Regions from separate parts of the Gossypium hirsutum genome. Here region 1 is linked to region 2. Evidence: chromatin contacts called from public Hi-C data. All regions are on one chromosome and are shown on one strand. The core of a region is the stretch at or near the end of the contact, and the rest is flanking DNA. Distances in the headings are between cores, read along the strand shown. Region 1 holds the start of LOC107917600 (leucine-rich repeat receptor protein kinase EMS1-like). Region 2 has its middle 27 kb from the start of LOC121220530.

Evidence for each region. Hi-C and Micro-C count contacts between places; a contact is called where the count stands out from the background.
Region 1: a Hi-C map of leaf shows a contact between it and region 2, with 2.3 times the contacts expected there. The contact joins the promoter of LOC107917600 here to the enhancer-like site in region 2. A contact is called at or near these places in 10 of 34 Hi-C or Micro-C datasets (anther, callus, fibers and 3 more).

What each region holds. Positions count from the first base shown.
Region 1 is chrD08:35,931,649-35,936,169 of Gossypium_hirsutum_v2.1, reverse strand. It overlaps LOC107917600 (leucine-rich repeat receptor protein kinase EMS1-like), which reads right to left and starts at 1,785. Exons shown (of 1, transcript XM_016846924.2): 1 at 1-1,785. The coding sequence starts at 1,467.
Region 2 is chrD08:35,750,762-35,754,942 of Gossypium_hirsutum_v2.1, reverse strand. No RefSeq gene overlaps it. Among protein-coding and RNA genes, the nearest start is that of LOC121220530, 27 kb to the left of the region's middle. Within about 2 kb of position 1,837, at least 5 of the 9 cell types and tissues checked have an H3K27ac peak or open chromatin away from gene starts, as enhancers often do. A contact at or near this core is called in fibers, hypocotyl and leaf, where this site is marked.

The sequences.
Region 1 (4,521 bases), core at 536-3,035, 180 kb before region 2:
CTCTAGCATATTATTTCCAGCAGAAAACTCCATCAAACTATTTGAACTCCATAAACTCACAGGAATGGTACCAGTGAAATTGTTGGAGTCAAGGTCAATAACCATCAATGGAAGCTCTGAAAGATACTCTGGGATTGAACCATTAATGTGATTATTAAGCAAAACCAACTGAGCAAGATTTCTACAGTTCACAAACACATTCTCAATGGTACCCGAAAGGTTATTACCATCGAGATCAACCTCAAAGAGTGATTCTGCATTGCATAACTCTCTTGGTATCGAACCCGACAACTTGTTATTGCTCAAACTAAGGTGCTTAAGCCTTGAGCAATTCTCAATTTCAGGAGGGATGTTACCTGAAAAGTGGTTGTTTGAAAGTAGCAAAGACTCCACCTGGTTCCATTTCCCAAGCCAAGGGGGCAGTGGCCCAGAAAGCTGGTTCGTTTCAGCAGAAAAAGTCAGCATAGGCAAACTTGAAAGCTCCTCAGGCAAGGACCCGGACAGCGAATTGAAAGACAGCATCAACATCATCAAATTCCGGCAGTTCCCAAGCTCCGCTGGTATTGAACCATTGAGCTCGGTGTAGACGAGGTTCAATATAGTCAAATTCTGTAACTTTCCTATAGACTTTGGAATGGAACATTTCAATGGGTTATAAGAAAGGTCGAGCTTGGTGAGTGATTTTAGATTGGATAGTTGTTCAGGCAAAGGTCCTGTTATGGAACAAGAGGGTGAAAAAAAGTTCTCAAGGAGTGAAAGTTTACCAATTTCAGGTGGTATTTTCCCTGTAAATTGGTTGATTCCAATGTAAAGAGCGGTCAGGTTTTTTAGCTCACCAATTTCAGGCGGGATATTACCAGAGAAAGAATTGTTGGAAATATCCAGAGAGGTTAAAGACTGAAGGTTTTCAAAGAGTGTTGAAGGGAGAGAACCTGAAAGGAAATTGTTAGCCAGGTCCAAGAACTGTAGCTGAGTTAACTGTCCAAGCTTAGTCGGCACTGTGCCAGTGAGTGCATTGGTGGAAAGTTCTAGCGTACGAAGTGTATTCAGGCTGCCCAGCTCGGGAGGGATATTTCCGGTGAAAGAGTTAGACCCGAGTTTGAGGGTCTCGAGGAGAGTCAACTCGGCCAACTCAGTCGGAATTTGGCCAAAGAAGGAGTTAGAGGACAGATCTAGGAGGGTGAGGTTTAAGAGGGACGAAAGGGACGGAGAGAGAGAACCTGTCAAGGACCGAGATGGAAGAGAAAGCGAGGTGACTCGGCCGAGCCGACATGTGACACCATCCCACTTGCAGAAATGGATTTTTTGGTTCCATGATGATAGAAAATGAGGGTTTTGAAGCCCTCTTTTGAAGGAAACCAGAGCTCCCCTATCTGGGTTTCCGTCTGCTTGCTCTCTCGTTGCCCCTGATATCGGTAACAACAAATAGAGGAAACAGAGGAAGTGAAACAAAAGCTTAAACTCCATAGCCAAAATAAGAAACAGTAATATTTACAGGGGAGGATGGGAAAGAAGAGAAGAGATAAAAGATAAAAATGGAAGGATGATAATGGCCATAGGCAAGGGGAGTAAATTCTGAAGAAAGGTTTGGGTGAACTTTAAAGAAGAAGACACCATAGCCAACGTAGGTCACGTGACTGGAGCTTTTGTAACTGCAATCCTCAAATCTCAATCGTGTTTCCTTTAATATATATATATATATCTTTTTATTGGGAGAAAAATCCCACATGAGTTTTGATTGATCATATATTACAAGTACCGCTGAGGCTGAATCTTTGGTTTGGAATTATTATACGATAGGAACAAAAATCTTTTGATTTGTATATTAAAGAAAAGAGCTATAAAGGGCCCCTACTTCAGAGAATCCGGCTCTTGTCTATGTTCTTTAATCTTCGCTTTGATAAAATTAGCACACTATGGATGATTGTGGTTTAAGGCCTAAAAGCTGAGATACCCTTTTGTTTATTTCCTTGGGTTGTTAGAAGAAATACGTTTTATGTAAATAAAAGTGCCCCAACCCAAATTTGCTTCTTCAGTGCAGCTGCAGTTGCACTGTACAATTTTCTGCCGAATCTCTGATACTCAAAGATTTGGGGAAATTATTGAAAGATGGAAGAAATAGAAATTAAGTGAAAAAGGTGTAGTAAACGATGTGGTTGTTTGTAAGCGTGAAATGTGTGTCGTCGCCCTTCAACTTGAGATTTTCAGTAGTCAGAACGAATTGCTTTATAATGGAATCTCAATTATCAACCCCCCAAAAATGAAACAACAGAGTAAAAGAACTGGACTAAACTGAAGAGGTGAAGATTGCGGAGCATGGCATTGGGAACAAGAACTTGCAGAAACCAGTGCTTTAATTTCATTGGCAGACAAATTATTTTGGTCCATTAGCATGTATAAATAAAATGGTTAAATCGCTATTTAGGACTTAATCAAAAACAAAACAAAATCAACTTCACCTAAATAAAATTTTCTACAAATCCATCCTGGTTTTGTATTTTTGTGATGCAGGTCAGTTATCAGATGAAAATTTTGGACGCATTATTATGTGAGAGTGAGAGGGAGTGGTCCCTTAAACTTATGGACCCCTACATTTCCTTCAGACGAACGGTCCAAGATGCTAATATCAGTCAGGTGCATTATTCCAATTCACCTTATTGCCCCTTCACACTCTTAAATTCATGTTATAGAATAGGACCTCTTAGGTATCAATAAAATAATATTTGATTCTAAAATTTTAAAATTTAATATATATGTTTCAATAATGAATTAGTTTTAAAACTAAAGATTATTTTTGGTCGAAATTATAACTAATAATTGCCTTAATTTTATTTATATCTTTTTAAACAAATATTAGTAATTGCCTTAATTTTATTTATATCTTTTACAGGAATAAATGGTTTGGCATGTGCAAAAGGACAAGGCATACATAGAAAAAAGGAGTGTACCTTACAGGGCAGGTGTCTGTTTTGAGTTGTTTGTAAGGACATGAGAACCTGATGTAGGCTGAGTTGTCCCTTCGGTCCCACTTAGAGCAATACATGGACCGGCTGGTTCGCAATATGTGGCCACCCCGACAAACAATTTTTGTTTATAGGTAAGAGATAAAATAATTTTTAGAAATACTTTTATTTAAATTTAATTATAACATATTTTATAATAATACAATTATTATTCAATAATCCTCTCAATTAAAAATATTTTAAATAATTACTTAATATTTTTATTTTTATTTTTATATAATAACCCCGACAAACATATTTTATTGTTTTTAGGTTTATTATATAAAAAAACTTATAACATTATTCAATAATTAATTGAGCTCTCAATTAAAAATAATATTCAATTGAATTCTTAATCAAATATAAGCAATCAGTTAAGCCCTTCAAAAGTCAATTTTCATATAAACACCATTAACTTCGCCATGTGGTACGTAAGGTTGTGCTACATGGTAAAATCTAGCAATTTTCCTTAAAATTATTTAAAAAGCATAAAAAATTACAAAAAATTATAAATTTTTTATCCAAAATTATAAAAAATTAGAAATTTGAAAAACTAAAAAAAGAGAGACTAAATTGTCTAAATATGCCCTTTTTTGTTAATTGGCTATATAGGTATTTTTTTTGAAGATTTAGATAAATATGTTGATTTTGGAGAGAGTGTGTGAAAACGCACTCATCTAGACGCACTTTCCTCCAACGGTAAAAAGTCAAACACGCAAATGGTAAAACTTTTAAACAGCCCAACGATAACTTTAATTTCCTATAAATACGAGACCATTTTTCATTCTTTTCACTCAAATCTAATTCTCTTCATTCTATCTGAACTCTCAATTTTCTCAAGATTTGTTCGAATTTTTCCAATAAATTTGTATAAAAATATTATAGTTTTGTTTTATTATTTCATAGATCATTCATTTCGATTAATTTTTCACGAATGACAAGTTCTCTTATTCGTTTTGACGACAAGCACATTTTCACCGCTCAACCGGTAATGGTATAGAAAAATTTTAAATTTAATTATGTTCAATTAAGTTAATTTTAAAGTTTTTAAATTATTTTATTTTATTGATATAAATAGGTGGATGATCGTGTTTTGGAAGATTTCATACTCAATTTATCAAATAGTGCACCCACTAAAATTTGTGGTTATTTGCAAAATGCAGGATTCTTACATGAGTCTTATATACTCAGGATCTATAAATTAGATCCTATAGTTATTAGCGCATTGGTGGAAAGATGGAGACCCGAGACACACACATTCCATCTTCCATGCAGTCAGTGTACAATCACACTCGAGGACGTAACTTTACAACTTGATTTACCTGTGGATGGGCCAGCCATTACAGGGTTAGTGTTCGTTCTCGATAAAGGCAAGGCATCTTTAAGGAAGGTGTCGAACAAGTTTCAAGATGGTCGAATAGAGATGAGATGATTGCAAGATAATTTCAAAGACCTTTCTCCGAATACGATTGATGTCATCAAAGAACAATTCGTCCGAACAATACGTCGTCAAAGTTTT
Region 2 (4,181 bases), core at 588-3,087:
ACTAACTCATGCAGTGAAAACACTAACTTATTTGTTTAGTCATTAATTTTTTCTATAAAGTGAAAGTTATTGTTACTTCTTAGAGTAAGATATATATTACAATATGCAAGCCAAAGTTTTAATCCAAAATTGGGAAGCTTCTAAGCAATTCTTTGCTTTGTCGAAATATTGTACTTAAGAAATTGAAGGAAAAAAAAACTTAAATGAAAAAGTAGAAGAAATAATTGTAAATTTTAAACTCATAATATGAAATGTTATAAAGCAAACCAATTTAATAGATTTGTTTCGCATATTGTAAATAAATGTAAATTTGAGATGTAGAACAAATTATACATTTTGGGAAAATTAGAAATAACCTAATCATATATGTAGATCCAATGGAATACTAAGGAAAACACGTCATACAATGCGCGTTTTCACTGATGTGATAATCAGTGAAAACGCGCCCTACAAAGCGCGTTTTTTCTCCCTCTCCTGAAAACGCATCCTGTAAGATGTAATTTTCCTTTCTCTATTCAAAAACAAACATAAATCAATAAATTTTACATTTTTCAATCTACTTAAGTTTTTTTTCTTTTTCAATATATATGTAAAAATTAACTTATAATTTGCTTACCAAATAAAATGGATTTTTTAATAATTTCGTAATTGAGTTAAGACTCAAATTAGTAAAATGCTTAATAAATAAGTATATATATATATATTAATTTAACTCCCTTTCCTATTAAAATAACAAAATGAAAGAGAAAAAAAACAAAGTTTCTTTCCAGTTTCCGTTTCAAGCAGAGCTTTTGCACGATGAATGGTTAATCAAACCTTAGGAAAGAAGAGCACTAGCAGAAGCAATAAGAAAGAGACAACACAAAGCAAAGAAAACTTTTGGTTTAGGGTGAGGGTGAAGGTGAGGGAGTGAGGGTTTGGTGGTCTTTTCGGAACTGTTACTGGGATGGTCAGATGGGGGATAGGGAGACAGACATGAGAGTGTGGTGTGAGGGTGTGGGATTTACAATTTAGCCTAGGTAGCGTACTACCTTTTTAAAAAATATATTTTTAAACTATTTTTTTATTTTTTTTTTCGTTTTGGACTGAACTTTTGAGTTTTTGGCGTTTGAATCAATTGGGCGTTTTTCCCTAGGCTTGGGCCAACCTAAAGTAGCCCACTTTTTTAGAAACCGATCTGATAAGTTCTTCTATTGGTATTTTTATTTCATGGTTCAATCGCGATTTTTACGTTTAAATGGTCTTTTGCTACTATTCGGATTGGTCTACTGACCGGTTCCATGTCTAATTGATTGGTTCTCTGTCCAATTCCATTCAAATATTAATGACTAAACCTTCTAAAAATAGTTAAAATATATATATATATAAAATTAAAAAGTGCTTTTATTCTTCTTAAATGTCATATATCATTTTTCAAACAATATTTAATTTAATTATTATTTATTTTATTTTAAACATGCCAACATTTACTTAACTTCATTTTTGTAAAAATTAAAACCTTATAAAACATTAGAAAAGTTTAAAATGGACTAATATATATATTTCATTTTCTTCTGTTCAACAACGACCAGCTGGCTAAACTTCTTTTCTTTTATAAAGACAATAACTGAAAAAATAAGTGTAGGTTTGGCAATGGGATAGCTGAATGCGTGCACGTCTCGAAGAAATTAAAAAGCGTTTTTTGCCAACGTGAGCATTTCTTTTCTTCTTTGTTTTGTTTTTGTGTGTGTATGAAACGACTAGGCAAGAAACTGGGCAACAATGAGACGCAGAGATTGTTGTTATGTCTGCCTTGATGAACTGATGGATGGATCCATCAAAGCCTGTAGACAGATTGTTGAGTTTATCCGTTTCCTCTTAAATCATGCCTTTAATTTGTCGCTTTTGCCATATTGCGTCACTCAACCCGCTTCTTCCGTTTCTATTTGTAAATAAATCCATTTTGGTTCAAATAAAATTATTACGTAATGTTATTTCCAATATATAAATGATTATTTCATGCTACTATTAGATTGTCTATCTTGCTAATCATCATATTCCTAATACATTTTATAATAAATTAAAATATTTTATTTATTTATAGGAATTAGATTGTTTATTTTTTAAATTTTAATTATATGGCTATAAGATTATTTTTTTTAAATAGCATATCATCAAATTTAACAAAAAAAATTAATAATATTAATGATTAAATTTAAATTTTACAATCTAAAAATTAAAAAAAAATTAAAATATAAAAATTAAATTTCGATTTATAAAAAGTAGAGGTTTATAATATGGATGAAAGGAGGACATGATTTTCATAGCCTGCGAAATTCGAAAGATGTTCCGAATTTTGTTTTGTTTTTTTTTCCACATTTTGAAATTAAAAGAAAGATTTATTTTATTTTATTTTATTTATTATAGGGGAGGGGTTGGGATAAGAATTAATTTGGTGCAAAAAATAAATATTCAAAATGATATCTATTTTCTCATTTTGATACATATCTTTTTGTCTTAGCTTAAAACTTAAACTATTATCTGTTATCTAAATTGGACCTCAGTGTTGAAAAAATTAAGACTACCAACAGGCGTTATTAAAACTCGCTACCTCAGCCTTGTTATTTATTTTTTCAATACTATGCATATTATATTGACTAAAAATATCATATATAATATATAAAAGATTCAATAAAATTTAAGATAAAAATTTTAAAAATTAATATATAAATATAAATACAAATTTTAAAATAATATATAAATTTATTTAAATTTTAGAAAATTGAAAAAAAACTTAAATTTTTAAATGTATACTTTATAAAACTTGTGGTAAATTTTAATTTCTTTTTCAAAAGTTCTAAAAATTCAAAACAAAAAAAAATCAAAATTTCAAAAATCGAAAAACTTCACTTAAAAATATATAAAACCTAGAAATTGAAATTTTGAAAAGTTTATCATTAAAAATTGATTATAAAAAAATAAAAAATATATTGATTTAAAAATTAATAATTTTATTTTCAAAAAATTAATAATTTTAAAAAATTGCAAAAAAGTATATAGTTTTAAAAAATTTTATATTTAAAAAAATATTTAAAATTCAAAGTCAATAGTTGGTCAATGCTCGATCAACGGTCAGTCAACTCCCAATTAACAGTGGGCTAACAGTCGGTCAAAATCAAAGGCATTTTTTTAAAATATTTAATTTTTTTCCTATTTTTGAATTTAAATTTAATTTTTTTAATCTATACTATTAATAAAACCCGTGACTGAGTTGGTATCACAGGTTAACCGAGTTCCAACTCGGTTAGGAAATTACGAAATGTCCTCTCATAATTAAAATAAGTCATATCATTCAAGAGTATTTTTAGTATTTTAATTTTAACAAAACCAAGAAGAATATGAATATAGTGAAATTCGAACCCATCAAATTAGATTAATAAAATCTTAAATTTATCACTCAACAAAAAAATGATTTTAATATGCACGATTTATATCTCCACTAGTTGTATATTTATACTTAATATTAATAAAATTTGTGACTAAATTGGTATCATGGGTTAATCGGATGCCAACTCGGTTTAGAAATGACTACTAAACCCTTTTATTAAATGAATACCATTATTATCTTGATGACATTTTTGTCTTTTCATACTTTTATATAGTTTTTAAATAAAAGAACTAAAATTAACATGTTTAAGAATTGAACCCATGTTTAATAGATTTATGAACAATTTTTTTACTACACTAATACTTTAAAAAAAATTAACTTTTAACATAAAATATTTTCTCTCACCAAATTTATGTATATAGATAATATCATTGATTGCATTGATGTCACAAGTTAACTTGATATTTAATTTTTTTTAAAAAAGAATTTTAATATTAAATTTTCTTTTCCCTAACTTGATAACTTTTTAACGTGTTATAGAAAAACAAAAATATCATGACAAACAATTGGAGTGCATTTAATTTCTTAATATGATGTATTTATCTATTTCAATTTTCTTTTACTCACTAGTTAAACTATTATTTATTTTAGTTTGGTGCATATTGCATATGTGTTGTTATTATTATTAGTTTCAAGCCTTATAATTCATTATTTCTTGTATGTTATTTTTAAACACAAATATGTATTATGAATCTGTGGTTTCCACGTGTATACACATGCTATAAGATTTATAGTTTAATAAACATAATTCTAT